3 separate regions of the Mus musculus genome follow, and regions 1 and 3 are each linked to region 2. Evidence: chromatin contacts called from public Hi-C data. All regions are on one chromosome and are shown on one strand. Each heading gives the region's core, a stretch centred on a gene start, on an enhancer-like site or on the middle of the called end of the contact. The rest is flanking DNA. Distances are from core to core; before and after follow the strand shown. Region 1 overlaps Ntrk2 (neurotrophic tyrosine kinase, receptor, type 2). Region 2 overlaps Ntrk2 (neurotrophic tyrosine kinase, receptor, type 2). Region 3 overlaps Gm34558 (a long non-coding RNA gene).

Region 1 (3,946 bases), core at 916-3,415, 190 kb before region 2:
AAAAGACATTTTGAAGAGCTCGGAGATGAATTTGCTGTGGGGATGAGCACAGAGCTTTGTTAGTTCTTCATGGGAGAGGGACTGGAAGCCTTGCAAAAGGGATCGGAGAAAGCAGGTTTACAGGAAAACTTTCGACTCTCTTCCCCATGGCCTCAAACTGACCAAATGGGATATTTTAAAGGAAAAAAAAATAAGTTGTCAATACTTACCAATCCTTGATAATTTCAGGGAAAAAAAGAAAGTTGAGCAGCAGTTAAAATGTATTTCTGAAGAAGGAACTGGCCTCTTCCTGTTGTTTAGAGGCGGGAGTCTATCTCAGTCTCACAAGCTGACTTACTTTCCAAATCTCGTTATACCTTTCAAAAGACTACGATTGTCCGCATGCATGTACCTTTCCCACATGTGTGCAGAGTCTGTGGAGGCCCAAAGAGAGCCTTGGGTGCCATGATGCTGAGTTATAGATGTTTGTGAGCTGCCCGGTGGGGGCTGGGGACTTACCTGGGTTCTCCTCAAGAGTAGCCAGTGCTCTTCTCCACTGAGCTGTCTCTCCAGCTGCCTTTCTTACTTTCATGCCCACATTGTGTGTGTCTGTATGAAGGCAGAGGAGGCTTACGCTGTGCATAATACTATAAAGGCATATGAATCTTGAAGGAATTGGTACTGTTCTTATAGGAAGCAGAACAACCAGTCTTCCCCCATTAGCTGTGTAAGAGAAATTATCTTTTCATTTTAAATTTAAATTTTAATTTAGTGATAAATACTCATGGAGTATAGTGTGACATTTAAATACACAAATACAACCATTCATAGTTTCTTAGTTAGAAGTGGGGTGGGTCCTGAACCCCTCCCCTCTCCACGCTAGAATGTTGACCAATGGGCATGCTAGAATGGCTTGCTCGATAGACACTTGATGGCTAGTCGGGGAGCAAGAGTCAGTTTTCTCTAAGAATACATGTCCAATGGAGCTCACTGTGCTCCGTTGGTGGATACCCAGAGACATCACAAACCAGTTGGTGGGTTATTAAATTTATAAAAGAAACAGGAGGTAGAGGGGGAGAGGCCTGGGAGGCAGAGCTTAGAGGAGTAAGTGGGGAGGAGTTGGGTGTCAATATGTTCAAAATATGTTTTATGAGGTTCTCAAGGAATTAGAAATAATAAGAAGAATCCATGAGTATGATGTACTGTGACTGGATTGATGTAGCCAGCTCATGTATCACTTCAGACACTTACTCCTCTGTGTTAGAAATGGTAAAGCCCTCTGTGCCATACATACCAAGCCATTGCCAGCCACTTTGAGGACTGCACTAGCAGGCATCAGAAGCCATTCCACCTAAGCAGCCACAGTGTGCACTCCCCTCTGTCTGCCTTCTCTCCATCCTCCCTCCCCCTCTCCTCTCCCTGGCTCTGCTACCCATAATTCCTAAGCAGTAAGTTGACTTCCTAGCAGTAGAAAACATGTGGGGTTTGTTTATCTAGGGCGGCCATCTTGGACTCAGTAAAGCATCCTTCAGGCTCATCTACATAGTCAGGAAAAAAAACAAAAACAAAAACACCTCAGCTCTAACTTAATTGCCAGCCTTGCCTGAGCCATTCTGTGAGCCTGTTTAGACTCCAGGGAAAGGCTCTGTTTACTTGCAACATAGAATCAATCACTGATTTTACTCAGGAACTCCCTACATGATTACTTTAGTTTAAGGGTACATGATTTCTTTAGAAAAAGAAAAAATTGATGTACTTAAAAATCCAGGACAGGTCTCACTAGCTCCTCCCCTCCCCTCCCCTCCCCTCCCCTCCCCTCCCCTCCCCTTCCCTTCCCTCTTCACTGAAGGCTGGGCCACATTTGGACAGGGACTTTGGAAATCTGGAAGTCCTCTGGCTTCTCTCTTCCTGTGTCACTTTGGTCTTTTGTTGCTTATCCTGCTGTTCTGCCCCGCTCTTCCCTGCTTCCTAATCTTCTTTTGCTCCCTCCTCGGTCTAGTATGTCACTTCAGTGGACAGGCTTCTGAGAACTTGTGAAGAAGAGAGATAGTAACTTGGCTCAAATTCTAACATATGCTTCAACCTTCTCTTTATTTTGGGCACAAATGCTGAATGACTGGGGGATTACATTTAGCTGTGAGTCAGCACAACTGTCCCGTGGCACTGGGAAGCCAGCCTGGTTAGATAGCGTGTGTGCCTCCTTTGGATTTTTAAGTTGTTACCTTGTAAGCCTTGCCGGCTAGTGAATAGGAGCTATATACTGGAGACGGGATTCACATAGCCTTGACTTCGCCTCTGCATTTCCCCCTTGCAACCATCGGTGTGGGCAATGTTTTTGTCTCTGGATTTCATTTCTACTTTGATGAAATAAAGGAGAGAGCCCATTGTGTGGATGGTCATAAGAACAAAATCAATTCTTAGTTTTAGAGCTCAGCTCTTTAGTTAATTCCTAAGAGGTTGTTACATTTTACATTTTATGTTCTGGTAAACACACACACACACAAAGGGAGATTACAACCTGAATTAATACTGAATCAGAGTTGCAGAAATATATTTTGTACATGCACAGAGTGTATATGACTATGTCAACGCCTGTTGGTAGGGTTTATAGAAGAGACGGTTGTCCCAGTGTGTCTGTCACTTTATAGTATTTGTGGAACATACATTTGCTTTCAGCCCTTCACTTCTAAAAGACGTTATGTATAGATTATTTCAATTCCTAATTTTATTGCTCTTTACCAACTCATTTGCTGGGATTGTTCTGGATCTTACAAGGAACCTGTTGTTTCGTTTGGCTGGTGCATCAGTTGTAATAGTTGCTGCTTCTTCTGGGAGGAGTGTTTACAGCGGGGCAAGGATTTGAGTGTGGGAGGCCCCAGTATTCATTAGCTTAGATCTAGAGACAGAAGCTTATGGAAGCTAATGAGATTCCCTTTGTGTGGAGGGGAAGCACAATTGCTAGAATGAATTCTTTTACATAAAAAACTGACTTTAAATTTGATGTATTTACAGCGTGCTAGAGAGGAAAAGAGGTATTCTGGAGGAATTGAATTCCTTATGTAACAGATTGTCACCCATATGATAACCATAGGCCACGATGCTGCATTTCCTGTGAGGGAAGTCAAGCCTTGGACAGGAGCAAGACAGAAGAAAAACCCTCTGCTTTGATCAAGGCATAGACGAAAGTACAAACACGCTGCCATCCTTTGTTGTCAGCTAGCATTTGTTCTGAGAGAAGAGGAGAGAGAGAGAAGGTGGGAGAGGAAAGGAGGGAGAGAAGGAGGGAGGGAGAGAGAGGAGGGAGAGGAAAGGAGGGATGGGAAGAAGAAGAAGAACTTCATTTAAACTTTTTAAGTCTTTGGTGAGTTATTAATAATCTGAACTGAAGACTGAGAGTCATTCCAGCCCCTATGACTTCAGGGTAGGAGCAGATGGGAGAAAAAGAAGTAGAAAGTGGAGCCCAGGGCCTACTGCAATCCTGGCACAACCTGAGCAGAGTCAACCACCCAGCTGAACCTGCCACAGCCTTGCTTCCTGGATTCTCTGGGGGGTTTTCTGTTTTTAAAAAAAGAAAGAAAGAAAGAAAGAAAGAAAGAAAGAAAGAAAGAAAGAAAGAAAGAAAGAAAGAAAGAGAGGAAAGGAAGAGAAGAGACGAGAAAAGAAAAGAAACGAAAAGAAAAGAAAAGAAAAGAAAAGAAAAGAAAAGAAAAGAAAAGAAAAGAAAAGAAAAGAAAAGAAAATTTATCTAAGGGGCCCATCTTGTGTGAATTAATGCTATCCTACTACAAAGTCAGTTAGAATAATCACACATTCCGTCAGAAAGTTCACCAGGCCCTTCTGCTGGTATCATTAGTGTGCAACCTGTTTTATTTCTACCCACAGTGGAGCCACAGTCTCTTTATTATTCTCATTTGGAATAACACTCAGAGACACAGCCTCCAACCTGAGGTCACCACAGCGATATGTT
Region 2 (4,156 bases), core at 257-2,756:
TTTTCCTTGAAAACTTGGGATCAGTTCTTAGAGAATTTAGAAAACTTACAAAGCTAGTGGGGTGGGGGGAGGGAGAGGAGGAGGAAGAGAGAAAGGGGTAGAAAGAGGAGGAGAAATTGCAAATTGTGTTCTGCAGAAGGCCAAGTCCTGCTTACCAATATTTTAAATATTCATTTCTTTATCTCCTGTGCTTGGCCAAGCCCAATGAATGATTCAGTTTTCCTCCAGATCCATTCTGCCTCCTAGCCAAACCCATAAGAGGATTAGATGGTGTTATCTTCCATCTTTTCCTATCAGGACACTATCCCTGCATTAGCCAAAGAAATGTATTTAATCTTAAGCCAGACTTTCGGGAATCGCTTTGTTTTAGGGGTCCATGCACATGGAAGAATAGGAAACGACAAAGGAATCACAAGGTGTCTAAGACACCCCTCCGCAGTGACAGCCGTATCTGCTATCACACTCGGATTGTGAAGATCAGAATTACCTATGCTCAGCAGGGCCTCTGCCATGAGGCTGATGTCCTCATTAAACAGCAGAATGGAGGGTGCGTGCCTTCTTGTTACCTGGCAGTGTTTGAAGTGAGCTAAACAGTGCAAGTGTAGTTTGCAAATGTCTCAGTCTTAGAGACTGTAATTTACAGCACACTCAATGTCTCGTCCACTTAAAGCTTAAGAATTAGCTCCTCCTTCTCCTCTTTTTCTTTTCCTTTTCCTCTTCATTCCCTTCTTCTTCTCATCCTACTCCACCATCTCTTCCTTCTCCTCTTCCTTTTTACCACTTAGAAGCCTTCAGGACTATAATCTTTCTTTCTCCACAACTCTCTAACCAAAAGTTAGCACCTTCTGTTATACCATCGTGGAAACTGAGGCAGTGAATGAGATGTTTGAGGTCTGCTCTATGGTGTGGGACAGTGATTTTCCCAGAAACCAGTGCCCTTGACTTTCCCACTGGATTTAGAAAGCAACCTCCCTTCCCCTTACCTCTGCCTCTTGTAGGCCAACTAAGAGTACCAATGGAGATAGAGGTTAGTGTCTTGTTGTCTTTGCCACATGCCTGCTGGCTCCGGCTTTCCCAAAGCAGGTTCAAGAACCCACCAGCAGCTTGGGGGTTAAGGGAAACAGGCCTGGACATGGCCTGGGTGTGGCACGTGTCCAGAAAAGAACTGCTGCTACAAAGGAGGAGAGCACTGTGGGAACGAAACAGTCTCTTGAATGAGACCAGGATGTCCTGAGCTCTGTCCTCGAGCTGCCTGGGGCTGCGTCTTGGCAGTGCCCGGAGCCACTCACTGCCCCAGGCACTTTGGGAGCACCTTGAAAGAGGGCGGCTCTCTTGAGTTAGCACACACAGGGCTGTCTGCAAAGGATGGCCACCCAGGGGGAGTTCTCAGAGGAGGGCAGGCTCCATTGAGGAGTGGTCAACCAAATATTCCCAGCCCAGCACTCTGAAGCTTTTCTTTTCTCCTCCTTCTTTCCCAAAATGCAAATTGCCTCCTGTCCTTGGAATAAGGAAGATGGGTTGCTAGGCAACTACTTCTAAACAAGTCCTTCCCCCCACCCCCATTTTTCTTGACCTCTGGAACAATGAAGACTTTTCAGCAAATGGAAACAAGATGAGGGGAAAGGCAAAAATAAAGTAGAATCAGACATCACAGAGGTGCTTGGAATATGGGAAGAGAATGTAATATTGACAGGTTTTTGTTCTGAGCAGAGAGGGATTTCACGTTACTAATGTGGTCATGGTGTCAATAGAGCCAAATAAGGTGGCAGTGTGACAGCTCTGATTCCACTTGTTAGGACAATGGCCCCGAGAGTATGACGTCATAACCGGTCCATTAGGAGTTTTGGGAATCTGTGTTTCTGTCAGGATAACAAGGTCTCTGATTCCCGGGCTTTTACAAAGGTCTTTTTAATGACTCTCATATTTTGCTGTAAACTGTGGATGTCTTAGTAGAGGACAGCAGCACACTGAAGTTGTGTGATGGAAACAGATTTGGATGAAACACTGCCAGCTTGGGTGTAGAGGGGTTTAAGGAAAAGCACAAGGGACAGAACTTTCTACACCTTGGTCTGACCGTCCAAGGACAGGCAGTGGTTACAAGAAGGAAGCCGGCTCATCAAGGGACTGAACCAACTGTATTTGCTCAGACGGCCATCACAAAATACCACAGGCTGGGTGGCTTAAACTCCAGAAATATCCTATGTCACAGTCTGGAGGGTCAAGGTCAGAGTGCCAAGACCAAGCTCAGGGTTATCTTCGTGACTTACTGACGACGGCCACACTACTGTGTGTCCACGCAGAAAACTGCCCTGCCGTCCGTCTTGTCTCTTTTGGAAAGAGTTCTACTGGATCGGGGCTCTACCCTATGACCTCACCCATCCATAGGCACCTCTGTAGATGGGCCATCTGCCATGCAGTCACACAGGGACTTAGAGTGTCTGAGAGGAATTTGATCTGAATATAACTCAGCTCAAAGTCACTACTCTTAAAGACCACAGTTGTAGGAGCCTCGAGGACTAAAGTATCTCCCTGGAATACAGTATTTTAATGTATACATTCATGCAAGGCCTGATGTTATTCCAACTTCTTCAAACATCCAACTAAAACATTGGAAGGTCAGCTGACCTGTCTAGGGAATAACCATGAAGGACACATGCTGGCCAACCTTCTTAAAAAGAAAGCCAGCAGTTTCCAAAACACCATACACAAGTCTAACTGTTATCAATCCATGGGGTTTCCTTGGCTTTGGTCCACCTTAAATGTTTTTATGGTAAAAAACAATGTTATAAAAACACTCTGAGACTCAAAGGGGGAAATTAAATCATTCCTAAACCTCCAAGTTGCATATCTGCGTATTGGTACATGCTATTTTCTTATACGTTTGTGTGTAACTATTGGTGTAGAGCTAAGGACATACGAATGCTGGCAACATGTGTGTGCAACATGCGTGTGCACATACAAAAGACCCTTGTTATTCATAGCACGTGAGTCCCACAACATCACTGAAAACTGAGGTGGTAAATCTGAGATTCCACCTGGGTTTAATGAAGGTTAAACTGTCACCTCTGGTCCTCACGTTTCTGTCAGCTGATCTGCCAGTGTAAGAAGCGTATGGGCCCTTCTGTGTAAAGCTTTTTTTTTTTTTTTTTTTTTTTTAATATAAGCATGTCCTTAATTTATGGTAGCTGAACTTAGTGTTCCAACTTTACAGTGGTTGGTGCAAAAGGAAGATTAACTTAGTAGAAACCTATCATTTCCCGTTTTGAGTTGGGTAATTTCCCAGGCTGTACGCACCAAGTGCACTCATCATAGGATGCTGGGCAGTGGCAGTGAGCTGCAGTTCCCCAGTCAGCCATGCACCCACTAGAGGAAATGCCCTACTTGACTAAACTAGGCCGTTCTGAAGGTTGAGGACATCAACTGTGTTGTGTTCCCAGGCAGTGACCTGTTTGCTGAGACCCAACTCCAAGACTAGGAAACACCTGTGTGTTGCAGATTCATAGACATTCAAAGTAGATTTAATGCACGTATTTTTCTGTAAGGCACACCCCCAGCTTTCTTGGCCTTAGGAACTGGAGGCCGTACCTCACCACTGCTTGGAGACCATTTTAAGCAGCAAAGCAACTAACAGAGTCTCAAAAGATACAGGATGAATGGTACTAAGTCCTTCTTGAAAGGTACACTTGGTGGAAAGCTGAGAGAAGACTGTCTCGCAGTGTCCCTGAGGTTTGCTAGAACGCCCAAGCCAGACAATTCCAATTTTAATTATCCTGTGTGTGACTGTGAATGCCTGAGAGAGCACCCTGACTATTGATTTGGAGGTTACAAGCTGATTTTATGAAGTAGACGAATCTCCAAATGCACAGTTGGTAAGGAACGCTTACTGCGTTGACTCTGACACATACCATCCAAACATGCTCCAATCTTACCTTCTCTCTAACAGCCAGCCAGGAAAGGACTGTCTTCCAGGCAGCTAGGAGGAGGGTCTCAAAGCCAACCCCCACAGTGACACACTTCTTCCAACAAGGCCACACCTCCTAATAGTGCCACTCCCTGGGCCAAGCATACACAAACCCCCCCCCCCAGATAGGTTCTGAGTGTTTATTAATTATCTAAAGTTAAGTCTTTGCAGAAAACAAAACAAAACAAAACAAAA
Region 3 (3,936 bases), core at 326-2,825, 130 kb after region 2:
AAAAGAGGCATTTTCTGGAACTCTGAGTCTCCATCCAGGCAAAGGTAGGTTTTGTCTGTGTCAAATGCCACTTCCCACAGCTGGAACCCAAACTCTTAAATTCTAACTCGTGAACTCAGAAAGAGGGGCCTGAGAGATGGCTTAGAGGTTAAGAGCACTGGCTGCTCTTGCATAGGACCAAAGTGCCTTTTCTAGCACCCAGATGGCAGCTCAGGACTATATGTAACTCTAATTCCAGGGGATCCGACGCCCTCTTCTGGCCTCCGTGGGTACCTCAAGTGCACATGTTGCACAGGGCTGCATGTAGGCAAAACACTCAAACACACAAAATAAAAATAAAGGAAAAAACTCAAAGATGTGAACTGCTTAAAAACACTGCTCATCTTAGGCGAGTGTTACACTCCTTAGATGTAAGCTCTCCCAGGATCCTTCACTTCCTGTGTTCTTGTAAGCTCTCCCAGGATCCTTCACTTCCTGCGTTCTTGTATGCTCTCCCAGAATCCTTCACTTCCCGTGTTCTTGTATGCTCTCCCAGCATCCTTCCCTTCCTGTGTTCTTGTAAGCTCTCCCAGGATCCTTCACTTCCTGCGTTCTTGTATGCTCTCCCAGAATCCTTCACTTCCCGTGTTCTTGTATGCTCTCCCAGCATCCTTCCCTTCCTGTGTTCTTGTAAGCTCTCCCAGGATCCTTCACTTCCTGCGTTCTTGCATGCTCTTCAGGACCCTTCACTTCCTGTGTTCTTGTAAGCTCTCCCAGGATTCTTCACTTCGTGCGTTCTTGTCTAGAACTTCACTAGTGCACATTGAGACCTCGTTGCCTGGAATATTTTTAAAGTGTTCTTTGGATCATGTTCATCATGAACACACAAATCTCTGTGGAGGAAATATCATACTTATTCCAAAGTCATACCCTCTATTCCTAAAGATTTAAAAATAAAAAGGGACAAAATCCAGCAACAGATTCTATTCTGGCCTCTTTGGCATGGAAATCTAGAGGAAAGTTGGTGGGAAATATATTCCCTTGCTCTGTGTGGGACATGGAAGTGGGTATTTACTGAAACGTACAGGCAGCTAAAGTCCTGCCTGGAAATGAATAATGACATGAGCCATGACTTACACTTCTGAAATCCATAAATTGTATTTATAGTTGAACACTTTATCAAGACAGCTAATGGCAATCCAATAAGCAGATAAAGGAAGTAAGAAACAGCGGGGCTGGAGCAGAGTCAGACTTGCAGATGTACAGAATCCTAAAAATGCCTCATCAAATATCTTCTGGACAATGATGGCAGGCAGACCCCAGATGGGGGCTGGCACAAAGCATGAGGGCAAAGGTCACTTGGGCCAGTAGCCCCTCAGTAATGATGGCGCACTTACCGCCTCCAGTTGTATGACTGCTAGAATATGTCTTTGATAGGAGGAGATGTAGAGCAATATAGGCAGGAGAAATATTTCTGCCTCTAGGAGGTTTTAAAAAAGAAAATCTAGGACAAGAAACGGAGCTCTTGGGGGGAACGCTGTGCCCAGGCTGCACAGAGCACATTTTCAGACGGTGACTGAAATAGAAAGCCGAGCGAGCGAGAGAGCGACTGCTGCTCTCCTCAGCCTTGCCAGCGACTGAGGCTGACAGACTCCCTCAGAACAGCATCTGTCATGTTGCGACTGCCTGCATTGGGGACAGGTGCAGTTCCAAGCACCTTCTGAGGCATCCCCTCTCGAGGTCCTCTCTAAAGTCTTCCTCTGCTGGACTCTTGTGAGCACAGCAAGATGAGGAACACGGTCTCAGATGCCCTGTCTTCATTGCCGGAAACACAAACCGCCCACAGCATGCAGTGGGAAGCTTCGTCACATTGAGTCTGGTCTCTAGATTCGTGCTGAGCAGGGGGGTAAGGAGCAAATGCATCCATCCTGCATCTCTGGTCCACTGTGGAAGGCATCCCTGACCAGGTCTGACATGATAAGACTGCTACCCTAGGAAGCCAATCCAAAACTAATCACGGGTGCCTGCCTGAACCCTTGTTTTACTAATCTAGACAGAGGCCCAAGAACTTCAAAACTCATTGATCCAGCACACATAGCTCACATCCACAGGAGTCACGTGGTAGACATGTCCACAAGGACCACGCAAAGCAAACAGAGTTTAGTTAACATAACCGTCTTCTTTTGTACGAATTGAATTATTCTAGGGGGACAAAAATCTAAAAACATGCAGACAAGAAGTAATTTTTAGCAGATTTGATGTAATTGGTCATAAATAGAAAGCACTTTGTGTTTGCAGTTAAACCTGAACAGTTTCTAATTCTTGCTGAGGCAGGGAGAGGGGTCGGGTGGGGTGGGGTTGTGTGAGTGGCTGGAATTGTCTGCGCTTCGAATTCTTTATCTGTGAGAGAAAGAAAGCATAACACAGCTCATGGTAGATGTAGTGTGTGACATTCACATGCAGAGTGGCTTTAATGCACGACACTCCTGGTATGTGGCGACCATGATGCATGTCTGGGCTGTGTGATGGCTGTAATTATTAGAAGTCACCTGTAGCAGATTCTCACAATATGAAATACAGTCAGTTAGCAGGAACTATAATCAGGTTTAATATAGCCGGACAGTACACACTGAAACAGACGACGTTTGCTCTGTGCACAGCACAATGCTTTTCCCGATCCTGCTGTGGACGAATTTGCTTTGCTCTTTAGTGATACCTCCTAGATTCCTCACACTGTGCTAATGGCATTTTTGTTTTTTACAGCGTAATTCTCAAAACTGCCAGAAAACTTAGTCTATCACCCTCCTCACTTCAGAGGTAAATAACTTGAAATGTGGTGAGGTAGAGTAAATTACCACTGGCCAATACGGTCATCAACAGCTGCTTCGTTTATTACAATAGCACTGTCCACATTCACAACCCTCATGCTTTTACTAAATAAGCCTGGACTCTTATGTCCCTGAGCTAAGGGCTGGGAGCAAGGCAAGAAGGAAAAAAAAAATGCTCACATTCCTGCTTCAGGGAGGAGATGGTCCTGCAGATAACCCAGCCACTGGACAACTATGATGGAAAAGGAACACTCAGATGAAAGATGGCAGGTTTCAACTGACACCTCACCAAATACCGTATTTAGTTGACAACTATGCACATGAAAGTGCCTTTTCTGCCTCATGGTATAGGAAATCAAATATTAAAGTACAGTAGTGTTTAGAGCTGTGAAGATGACCGAAACCTAGGCACAGACATGCTCACCATGGGCGATGGGTGGAGCTGTAACCCGAGAGGAACGAACACATGCAAAACTAATGGCGTCGTGCTCTGGAGAAGCAGCGCACGCTTAACACTAAACATGAAGTTATGTTATGTGCTTCTCTTGTCTGCTTCTCCAGAGCATGCCGCCTAACACTAAACATGAACTCTCCTAAAGATTAAAGACAAAACAGCCCCGAAAAGCGGACATAATCAAAACACCACAGCCACCAATCAAGTTCTCTTGTGTTTACCGGAAGGTATGGAACTCTGTCCATAAAACCCAGCTCGTGTATGCTCATCACAGGGCTATTCATAACTGCCGGAACCCAGAAGCAGCCAGCACACCCTTCAGGAGGCACGTGGTTAAATAGGCTATGGTGAAGTCAAACAATGGAATATTACTAGCATAAAAAGGAATGAGCTATCGAGCCATCCAAAGATATGGGTGACTCATGAATGCTTCCTACGGAAAGAAAAGAAACTGATTTGATAAAAACACATGGCGTTTGAGCCCAGATCTAAGACACTGTAAGATGGAAAAACCATGGATGGAGAAGAAGGATCGGTGGCTCTCAGCAGGAGCAGGGAGAATGTAGGGCGGACAGAACAGATACGGTCACTAAGCGAGGGGAACGCTTCTGTTTAATGGTGTAACGGTACAGACATGCTATCATGTATTTTCTCAAACCCATATCACATGCAGCA

The links. Hi-C and Micro-C count contacts between places; a contact is called where the count stands out from the background.
Region 1: a contact with region 2 is called in a Hi-C map of cortical neurons, with 2.3 times the contacts expected there. The contact joins two enhancer-like sites. A contact is called at or near these places in 1 of 15 datasets of contacts at CTCF or cohesin (embryonic stem cells), 8 of 484 Hi-C or Micro-C datasets (cerebral cortex, cortical neurons, embryonic stem cells and 2 more), 2 of 115 datasets of contacts at active chromatin or transcription factors (fibro-adipogenic progenitors and neural progenitor cells) and 2 of 9 other capture datasets (adipose tissue and embryonic stem cells).
Region 3: a contact with region 2 is called in a Hi-C map of cortical neurons, with 1.8 times the contacts expected there. The contact joins two enhancer-like sites. A contact is called at or near these places in 3 of 484 Hi-C or Micro-C datasets (cortical neurons and embryonic stem cells) and 1 of 115 datasets of contacts at active chromatin or transcription factors (neural progenitor cells).

Annotation. Positions count from the first base shown.
Region 1 is chr13:58,884,201-58,888,146 of GRCm38.p6, forward strand. All of the region lies in intron 12 of Ntrk2 (neurotrophic tyrosine kinase, receptor, type 2), which reads left to right. Among named protein-coding and RNA genes, the nearest start is that of Ntrk2, 78 kb to the left of the region's middle. Within about 2 kb of position 2,166, at least 5 of the 459 cell types and tissues checked have an H3K27ac peak or open chromatin away from gene starts, as enhancers often do. A contact at or near this core is called in cortical neurons, where this site is marked.
Region 2 is chr13:59,078,890-59,083,045 of GRCm38.p6, forward strand. The region is part of intron 16 of Ntrk2 (neurotrophic tyrosine kinase, receptor, type 2); the gene reads left to right. Among named protein-coding and RNA genes, the nearest start is that of Gm53063, 7.3 kb to the left of the region's middle. Within about 2 kb of position 1,507, at least 38 of the 459 cell types and tissues checked have an H3K27ac peak or open chromatin away from gene starts, as enhancers often do. A contact at or near this core is called in cortical neurons, where this site is marked.
Region 3 is chr13:59,210,811-59,214,746 of GRCm38.p6, forward strand. All of the region lies in intron 2 of Gm34558 (a long non-coding RNA gene), which reads right to left. Among named protein-coding and RNA genes, the nearest start is that of Gm34558, 3.8 kb to the right of the region's middle. Within about 2 kb of position 1,576, at least 23 of the 459 cell types and tissues checked have an H3K27ac peak or open chromatin away from gene starts, as enhancers often do. A contact at or near this core is called in cortical neurons, where this site is marked.